Regions from separate parts of the Sus scrofa genome. Here region 1 is linked to region 2. The links are chromatin contacts, called in public HiChIP or PLAC-seq maps. All regions are on one chromosome and are shown on one strand. Each heading gives the region's core, a stretch centred on a gene start, on an enhancer-like site or on the middle of the called end of the contact. The rest is flanking DNA. Distances are from core to core; before and after follow the strand shown.

What was found. HiChIP or PLAC-seq counts read pairs in DNA pulled down with a chosen protein or histone mark.
Region 1: an H3K27ac HiChIP or PLAC-seq map of skeletal muscle shows a contact between it and region 2, with 7 times the contacts expected there. The contact joins two enhancer-like sites. A contact is called at or near these places in 1 of 47 Hi-C or Micro-C datasets (embryonic fibroblasts) and 1 of 2 datasets of contacts at active chromatin or transcription factors (skeletal muscle).

What each region holds. Positions count from the first base shown.
Region 1 is chr7:17,118,474-17,123,504 of Sscrofa11.1, forward strand. All of the region lies in intron 3 of LOC100512907 (a long non-coding RNA gene), which reads left to right. Among named protein-coding and RNA genes, the nearest start is that of SOX4, 230 kb to the left of the region's middle. Within about 2 kb of position 3,013, at least 30 of the 83 cell types and tissues checked have an H3K27ac peak or open chromatin away from gene starts, as enhancers often do. A contact at or near this core is called in skeletal muscle, where this site is marked.
Region 2 is chr7:15,928,889-15,933,500 of Sscrofa11.1, forward strand. All of the region lies in intron 4 of CDKAL1 (threonylcarbamoyladenosine tRNA methylthiotransferase), which reads left to right. Among named protein-coding and RNA genes, the nearest start is that of CDKAL1, 21 kb to the left of the region's middle. Within about 2 kb of position 2,968, at least 17 of the 83 cell types and tissues checked have an H3K27ac peak or open chromatin away from gene starts, as enhancers often do. A contact at or near this core is called in skeletal muscle, where this site is marked.

The DNA of each region.
Region 1 (5,031 bases), core at 1,763-4,262, 1.2 Mb after region 2:
ATCATGAGTTGCTTAAAGTGCGACCGATTCTGGCCACATCTATGCTTTTCGGAGCTGATTGGGCCTGTGCTTAGAACTTGGTTGTGTAGGTCTTGTTCTATGAGTTGTATGGTCACATTTTTTGATGTAGAGTTGATGTAAAAAAAATTATGTAAGTGATATGTGAACAATATAGGGAATCACAATTTTAAAGGTTATATTCCATTTATAATTCTAACAGAATATTGGCTATATTCCCCATGTCATACAATATATCCTTATAGCTTATTTTATACACAATAGTTTGTACTTCTTACTCTCTTACTTCTATTGCTCCTCCCCCTTCCCTCTTACCACTAGTAACCACTAATTCTTTATATCCATATGTTTTTCTTTTTTTGTTCTAATCTCTAGTTTGTTGTATTTTTTTAGAGTCCACATATAAATGATGTCATACAGTATTTGTCTTTCTCTGTTGGACTGACTTTATTTAGCACAGTGCCCTCCAGGTCTGCATGTTGTTGCAAATGGCAAGATTTCATTCTTTTTTTACGGCTGAGTAGTATTTGTGTGTGTGTGTTTCTATATACACACAACAGCTTTATCCATTCATCTGTTGATGGACACTAAGGTTGCTTCTGTATCTTGGCAGTTGTAAATAATGCTGCTGTGAACATTGGGGTGCATGTATTCTCTCAAATTAGTGTTTCTGTTTTTTTTTTTTTTTTTTTTTTTTGGTATATCCAGGAGTGGAATTGCTGGGTCATATGATGGTTCTGTTTTCAGTTTATTAAGCTATCCATGGCCACATTTCTGCAATTACTTTGCTACCTCCTTGCTTGGCGGTATCCTTAGGTTCCTCAGGGATCTATCATCCTACCATCTAGGCATCCTGCCTTCTGACAATTCCACCGGCTACTTTTGTACTGGAACTGATGTTGTAGGTACAAGTCTGTGCAGCTGTGTTGCTGCCTTGGGTACCTTTGGGCAGAACCCGTGTTTGTCAGTTGGTGGTTTAGACAAGTTGTAGGTAAAGCAGAATGAGAGCCTCTGTCTAGATTCTTATCTTTTGCTCCAGCAGAGTCAGACAGAGAGAAATGAAGTTGAATGTCAGGCAGCCTTTGTTTAGAAAAGGAGATTCCGGTGTTTAGAACAACTCAAGCCGCTAAGACGGAACAGGGCTTGGAGGTGGGAGAAGGGTCTTGCAAAGCTTTACATTATAAGCCCAACACGTGAAGTGAGGCCGAGTAAAATCTCACTATTTCTGAAAGACTGAAACAAACCATCCTGGAATGTGAAGGTGTTCATTTTATAAAGAGAATGGAATCTTCCTCCGAACACCTGAGGTCCCAGAATGGGTTAGTAAAGATAGAATAGATGGGAAACATGATCTTCTTTTAAATGTTTCCATTTGTTTTGTGTGTTCGTTGGTTTTATAACATCCAGGTAAGTCTCAAGGTGAAGAAGAGGTCTATTGCTAAGACATCAGCGTTTCTATGATAGGGAGTAGCTGAAAGGGATCTAAAGGATGGCATAACTGACTTTTAGACAATCCAGAGCCACTCTTGTGAGCCGGGAGGAGTTGGGAAGAGTAGGTGTGTTGAGAGCTGGCTTAGCCCGGAGTTTTCTGTAGTTGCTTGAAGCTTAGAAAAACCAGAAGAAGAAAGTCCTTAATAGGAACTCATGCAAACCGGCTCCTCAGATTAGGCTGGGGCAGCCTTGTCAGATCTGTGACCCTCCCAGCTTGCTGTGCAAGGAAAATGATCTGGGTTAAAGGAATCATTCATTATTTTTTAACCTGCAAATTCCTCCTAACTCCTACCTCTGTAGCCGTTTAAACTCTGGTAAGGGGAGAAACTGATACCTAAGCACATGTAAGAAGATGAAGTCACTTATCGTGAAATGTCTTTAAACCTTTAATTATTATGAACAAAAGCTCTAGGTTCTTTGGAGCTTGGGGTGATGTTTTAGTTTTGTGGCCGTTGGAGTTTTTTGGGCTCTTAGATTGAGTCATCTTTTGAAGATCTAGAATAACATACCATCTACTACAAAGAAATGATGGCAGTGTTGGTCCTGACACACACACATTGGTATTCATAAAAGTATCTACAAGCTGCTTTATTTTGTTACTGCAGCAGGCCTGCAGCAAGTCTGTGCTGCCCAGGGACACTTGGAAGACAAGGTCACCATCCTGCTTTCGTGGGGCCATGGGCCTCTTCGGGCCAGTCCAAGGCTGAGGTACTAGACTCACAGTCATCCTGGTTCCTTAATGGAGACACTGCAGAAATGCAAAGAAACATGAGCTCTTGGCACCCAGTAGGTATTTAGCAAACGCTTGGAGGGTAGCCGATAGTAGGGGCATTGCTCATGGCAGAATTCTGCAGTAGGTGGTGGGTAATGCTACTTACCAGCCCAGCTGACACTGCCTCAGCTCACACTTTGTGATCCTGGGAGACAAGCTGCTGGCATTTACTCTTTGTTTGTAGGCTCAGCTTGGGGTAGGGGACTCTTGGCCACAGAGACTGAGTCTTGATCCATGGTGTCCCTCTTCTTTTGAAGGCTTTTTGTCATCTGAGGAGAGTTATCCTCTTGGTCTCTTGACCCAGTTTTGGCAAAGGATCGACAGTGAGCCTCATGCCCTGAAGGCCTCATACAGTTTAACTGGTATCAGGGCGCCGACTACATGCAAGCTACTCCCTCGCTTAAGAGCTTTAAAAATGAGATTTTTTTTTTTTCCTTTGAAATTTAAAAGAAAGTGGACTAAAAATGTGCTTGCTTTTCAACATAGATGGATTAGCTGGCATGGAGGGAAGGCCTGCCTTTGAAATCTATAGGCATCGTGTTGCAGGCCTGACCCCGTTGACCCTGGTGGATTAGTAATGGTCTACGCAGCCTGCTCTGTCAGCACGTCTGGCAGGGCTTGCACAGATGGTGCCAGTTGGAGAAAATCACCGCTGAACGTTGCACTGCAGCCTGGCTTTGGCCGAGGAGCTTTGGGAGGAGGAGCCGAGACTGGGTTTGTTTTCAGACGTGTTTCTGCCCAGCGTGTCGGAATCGACCTGCAAGGATGCCAGTCTGGGTGTAGGATGCATTTGCTGATTAGGACTTGAGTAATGCTCCCTTGTCATGGCTGAGGCCCTCCTGTGCTATCAAGCAGCTGGGGTTTCTAACAGTCTGTGGCCTTGGGGTTGTTCTGAAAGGGAATTTGAAACTAGAACTGACCTCATTGCAAGGAGGCAAGCATAATGCAATCCTTGTTTTCCTAGAGTCAATCAGCCTAAGGAAAATTCGAGTAGGCTGGAATGGGGGGCGGGGCACAGGGAGTCTTTAAAGTTTGAGTAATCACCTTAACGTGGGGGTAAAGAGAATTTTATTCTAGAGAGAAGCATACATGACCTCTGTCCTTGCAGCTGCCACCAGTGCCTGGGTCGTCAAGTGGTACCCTGAGAGTTTATAATTAACCCTCCTTGTGTTGGGATCAGTCATAGAAATGCTCCTTAAAGACACTGAGGAAAAGAACTTCATTGAGGTGTATGTAGTCTGTCCACAAAGTTGAACTGAGCTGAAACTGTAAGTCTGCTCTTCGAATGAGACCTTGTATTCTTGGAAAAATCTGCTCGGCCTTGCTTTGATAGTCCAGTATTAAGGAAGTGTATCCTCCTAAAATATTTGCATCTGAGCTATGTTTCAGCAGGTCGAGGCTGAACAGGCAAAAAAAAAAAAAAAAAAAAATCACCACTGCTGAACAGCAGGTGTGCAGCTGTCAGAAATGGCAGAGGGTCATTCAGTCAGTCAGTGGACTTTGACCATTTGTAACTTGATTTCGTGTTCTTTTTGTCACAGCTTGAAGTCCTCATCCAGGTTAGTTCTGGCTTTGCAACCTGTTACTGTTTAACAGACTGGTTGAACTCCTTTTGGGTTTGTTTTATGAAATATGTGGTTATTTCATTGTTGAAGAATTTTCCTCGGAGATGGTAATGTTGGGAGACGGGAGCTGCTTTTTTCAGTTCTTGCTTCAGAAAAGTTGACAGCGGCTTCCTGAAGGGCATTATTATTATTATTATTATTTTTTCCCCCAGTGACATAAGGAAGTGGATCCTGCATAGTGCATGCTAGTGCTTTCGAAATGGGCATATAGGGGCCTGGCCTGGGTGTGGGGAGTCGGGGCTCAGAAAGAAGGAAAAGGGCGTGACCTCCCGTGCATGGTGGGCGCACCTGCAGCACAGCAGTGCTTGCTGGAGTCTGGAAGGGAGAGCCTCAGGGAGGGTCTTTAATCTGACGGAAGTCTAGCTCTTCCTGGTTAATAGGGCATAGCTCAGGCCGGGATAGCTTTATGGACTAGACGTGAGGAAGGTCAAGGACTGCCAAGTGTGTGTGTGTGTTGGGGTGGGGAGGACACCGGGCGGGGGGTGATGAAATGCACTGGCAAGAGGAAGATGAGTTCAATTTTGAGCTGTTTGTACTTGAAATGTCCCTTAGGTCCTTGGGGTATTGGGGTCAGGATGGGAGCAGAGAGGTCTGGTGTAGAGAGAAACTTAGGAGTTGTCAACAGTAGCCTGCTCCAAAGCCCCAGGAGTGAGTAAGGCTGTGCAGAGTGTTAAGAGAAATGGGAGGGAAGGAAATTCAGGAGAGAATGAAAAGCAAACTCGGACTCCCCTCCCACTCTGTTGTTTGAACAAGGACGTGGCTATTTGCCTAGAGAAGACGAATAACCCAAAATGCGAAGGGCCTGTGTCAGGATCATGCTTGTCATCTATTCGATAGGATGTTCATGATTGTCTTTGCACGTGTAGAAACAAATTCTTAAATAACCCTAAGCAGGGTCTCGGAAGCTCTGGTCCATTTCGCAGATGGTCTGACACTTGGAGAAGATGCCAAAACAAACCAGAAGGCAGAGGCGAGAGTCTGTCGGACGGGAAGCGAGCATCTGCTGGTTTATTGAGTAGCGGGAGCAGGAAGAGCAGAGGGACAAGAGGACAGCAGAAAGCCAGAATAAAACCTGGTCAAGAGGCCACATCAGCCCTGCCTGGCAGACAGGCCTAGTGGCTTTGG
Region 2 (4,612 bases), core at 1,718-4,217:
GTTATTTTAGTCAAGCTTTTAAAATGGATTCTTTCATTTTTTTATAATTATTAAAAGAATGTCTCCAGTTTATATTTTAGAAGTGCTTGATGTTAATGTCAAGTCAGACTATAAAGTCTCAGGTTTGAGTTAAGAAAGTTAAAATCTCTTTGTGCTGTAGAAACAAACACAGTGTATTTGGTAAAGGACACAGTATTGTAATTGACTAAAGTGTAAGCATATTTTCTAGATCGGGCCATTTAGTTTGAAGTGGTTTTAAATTTTAAGGCTGAGGTCAGTGGGGTGTATTAAATTGACATATGGAAATGTTTGTGTAAGGAATACTCTTAACAACCACAGATGTGGACAGTAGAATTTTAAGGATATTAAAGCTACACTTTTGTTTTTGGACCTGGATTTTTGAAAATCATACTTCTTGCAAATAATTAAAATATGAGCACACATAAAGTTTCTTATAAAAAGAAACAAACTTTGCCTGCTTTCTTATCTGTTTTATGAACTGATGACCATGACATTTCATTAATATCTTGAGTTTACCTGCATAATAAAGGATATTAAGATGAGGAGTAGGTTAATTGTGGGAAGGTGAAAAAGCAGTAGACTTCAGCTACTTCAAAATACAGCCATTCTTCTCTTACAGAAGACCTTATTTTTGCGCTGGCTGTCAAAGTGAAATCAGGGTTTTTGTACACATTTTCAGGGAGAGGAGCTGAATTGGTTAAAAGCCTACTATGTGTTTGTCCTTTCATATAAGTTACTGCAAGGATCAAATGAATAACTTTGGCATGTGGTTATTTCCTATTTTAAGATGAGTTTGAGGAGTTCCTGTCGTGGCGCAGTGGTTAATGAATCCAACTGGGAACCATGAGGTTGCGGGTTTGATTCCCGACCTTTCTCAGTGGGTTAAGGATCCGGCGTTGCCGTGAGCTGTGGTGTAGGTTGCAGACTCAGGTCGGATCCCACGTTGCTGTAGCTCTGGCATAGGCCAGCAGCAGCAGCTCTGATTGGACCCCTAGCCTGGGAACCTCCATATGCCGTGGGAGTGGCCCTAGAAAAGGCAAAAAGACAAAAAAAAAAAAAAAAAAAAAAAAAAGATGAGATTGAGACTCTAAGAAAGGCACATGACTATCTAACTTCCCCCACCGAGCATACTAGAGCTGTAATTGAGACATGACTGTAACCCCAGCCTCTGCCCTTTGTGCTGTGTAGAATCTCAAAGTTGGTATTTTAAAGGCAGTCCATTATGGAAATTTAATAGTATTAAAGTCTTATTAGAGTAGGTTTTGTCTTTTTTTTTTGGGTTTTTTTTGGTTTTTTTTTTTTTTTTTTTTTTTTTTTTTTTACAATTTCTTCTCTTTTAGTAGTCTTTTACATGTGATCTTATTAAAGCCATTCTTATTTTGGAGGGCAGAGAAAGGGGCATACATACCACTGGACTCCATTCCATGGGAATAGGCTCAGTTTATTAATTTCCATGCTGAGTTAGAGTTGGAAGTAAGCTGTTTTTTAAGTTATAGATAGCAGTGTCAGCTGAGAGCTTCCTGGTCTTCCCCTCCCCCCTCCTTAATTACATTAATTAAAGTCATTTCCTTGTTGAACATAAATAAAACATCATCTTGATTTTTGTGTTCTTAAATCTCTAGTTGAATTCAATAGAAGCATCACCAGTTATCTTAGTGCAGGGCTTTTAACTTGCCTCTAGAAATGTTCCTCTGTAATCCAGCCTTCTTGCTTCTTTGCCATCATCAACACAGTTATTTACATGTGCATAGTATCTTAGAGTTTATAAAATTCATGTCTGTTCCTAGTTTTTTTTTTTTTTTTTCTTTTTTTAGGGCCACAATTGAGGTATATGGAGGTTCCCAGGCTAGGGACTGAATTGGAGCTACAGTTGCTGGCCTATGCCACCGCCACAGCAATGCCAGATCCGAGCCATGTCTGTGACCTACAACATAGCTTCTGGCAATGCTGGATCTGTAACCCACTGAGCAAGGCCAGGGATTGAACCTGTGTCCTCATGGATACTAGTCAGACTTGTTTCTGCTGAGCTACTACGGGAACTCACGTTGCTAATTTTGTATAGCTTTGAGATCAACAAAGGGCAAAGACTTTGTTAACCTAGCCTTTGAAAGAGTTATTTAAAAATATCCTGATATTTAGGTTTCTGACTTAAAGTATATATATCAGTAACTAGTATGTACAGTGAGGGGTTTAGTTGTGTGCTGAAGAGAACATTTTGTTAATGTAAGGCAGAGTTTCCTTGCAGAAATTCTTTATTCTTTAGCCAAAGATGATGCTTTTATCTGAAGGTTTTGAAGTCCATCTGGAATTACAGCGAAAATAAATTCTATTGTGATTGTTTGCAGAGGTCTGCAGTGCAAAGGGTGACCATGAGCTTGTAGATAATAGTTGAATCTTAGCATTATTCTGAAGCTCAGAAGTTAAACATAGAAAGGGTTATATAAAGGTAAACAGAGCCTTTCATACACTCAAATAGGAAGTATATTTGTTGATCTGTAAAATGTACTCAGGTGGGCATTTCCAATTAATTTTAGACATTTTTAAAATATATTTCCTATATCCTGGAAAACTATAGTCTATGATTATATTTAAAAATGCTTTCTTCTCAGTGATTTACTTTCACTTTCCCTCCCTGGTTATTGTGGTAATGTTAGGTTGTTTGCACGAACTAGTAAGAACATCCTTCATAAGTCTTAATATGTTTCTGATTACTTTTTAGCTGCTATTGTATCACCTATAAGGTTGAGAATTTTATAGAAAGCTGGCCTTTTATGAGGAGCTGATGGCCCAGGGGTAGTAGATTTGATGCTTTTTCAGGGTGTAACTTCCAGCAAGATAACCATTTGTGTCAGGGATGACAGTTGTTACTGGATCACAGAGCCGTATCTTTCCATGAAGTCTCTCCAACAAACTCTAACTTTCAAGGATAAACGTCCTAAAGAGGTTTGGTAGCTTCCCTCCCTTTTATCCGCCCAGACAGAAACAGGACAACACGCAACGTGAGGATTTGGGCATAGAACATAACTTGGAGATACTAAATATAAAATGAGACTTCTAGGCACATTATTTGTATAATAAACAATGGGGGCTGAAGCAGTCAAACTGGACGGTTTCCTTTTCATCAGACCTTCTGTTTTAGGTGGATGACATTTTGGAATCTTCTCCTTGGGGAGTTCTGGAATGGCTAGCCTGCGCCAGGAAAAACCATTTTGTGATCTCAGAAGGAACTGAGTAAAGATTTGCTCTGCAGCTATCTCTCTCTTTTACCGAGGAAAATTGACGGGGAAGGATGACAGGGTAAAAGATGCATTGGTTGAAGTTGTGGAAGATAAGCAGCTGTTTCAGGGGATTAAAGTATGATTTTTTTAAAGTGGAAATTGCAGAGAACAGATTTGATTTCCTAAATGAAACCAAAGACTGAAATGAAAGTCAGGGTAAGAATTAATTAGGGTATGTGTAGTAATGAAAGACTCCATCATTTAGAAGGATGTGGACACATATAATTGAGAAACCATTTTCATAATTGGGTCTTAAAAATGCTTCTATTTGGGGGGCTATTGATATATATAATTAATTGCCATATGTTATGCATAACTTTCTGGAAAACTCTCAGTGTTGCCTTTGTGGCGTCAGGAATGAGTAGACTTTGTAGAAGTATGGTAACATTATTATATCACCTGAAAATGGATGGAGCTGAATATATACATTTCTTAAAGTGTTGTAAAGATACTGCATATCTTAATTGGCATATTGTGATGAATGCTTTTCCTATAAGTTTTTTTTTTAAATTTTAAGCAACTCATTTTTTTGTTGCTAAACTAATGTTTTTGTTTTAAAAAAATTTAAGCAATTTAAATTACTGAAGTATAATTTAGATTATATTAACCCTTAAAATTCACCCATTTTTCCTATGCAATCTTGTAAGGAGTTGTCCTTATTTTACTTTATTTTATTTTTGTCTTTTTGTCTTTTTAGGGCCACACCCGAGGCATAGAGGAGTTCCCAGGCTAGAGGTCGAATTGGAGCTGTAGCTGCCAGCCTATGCCACAGCCACAGCAATGCGGGATCCAGCTGCATCTATGACTTACACCACAGCTCACCACAACACCGGATCCCTAACCCACTGAGCAAGGCCAGGAATCAAACCTGCGTCCTCATGGATGCTCTTGGTTACTGCTGAGCCACAATGGGAACTCCATGTTCTTATTTTAAAATGAGTCCTAGGTGACTAGAAATGGAGGAGAATTGCTTGTTATTACATAAGGAATTCTATTATTCTTTATAGCAACTGAATGGTTTTCTCTATTCAAGTTCCTAATATTTAAATTCTCTATGCTAAAATTTTTGTTTACATTTTGCGATGCTTTAGTGAAATGAAACATCTCAAAAATGGTGAAACGAAATTTTTGAAAAGGGTGTTGGGATTCTTCTTACTGTGATACAGGATGCAGGCTGATTTTTCTGATCTCCACGTTCAGTTTTTTTTTTTTTTTTCTTCTTTAGAAAGAACATGGGAATATTTAGTTTTTAATTTTCCGTCTCAACAGAAATTTCCTCTTCTCATGATATAAGGCATAAAACTACACGTTTC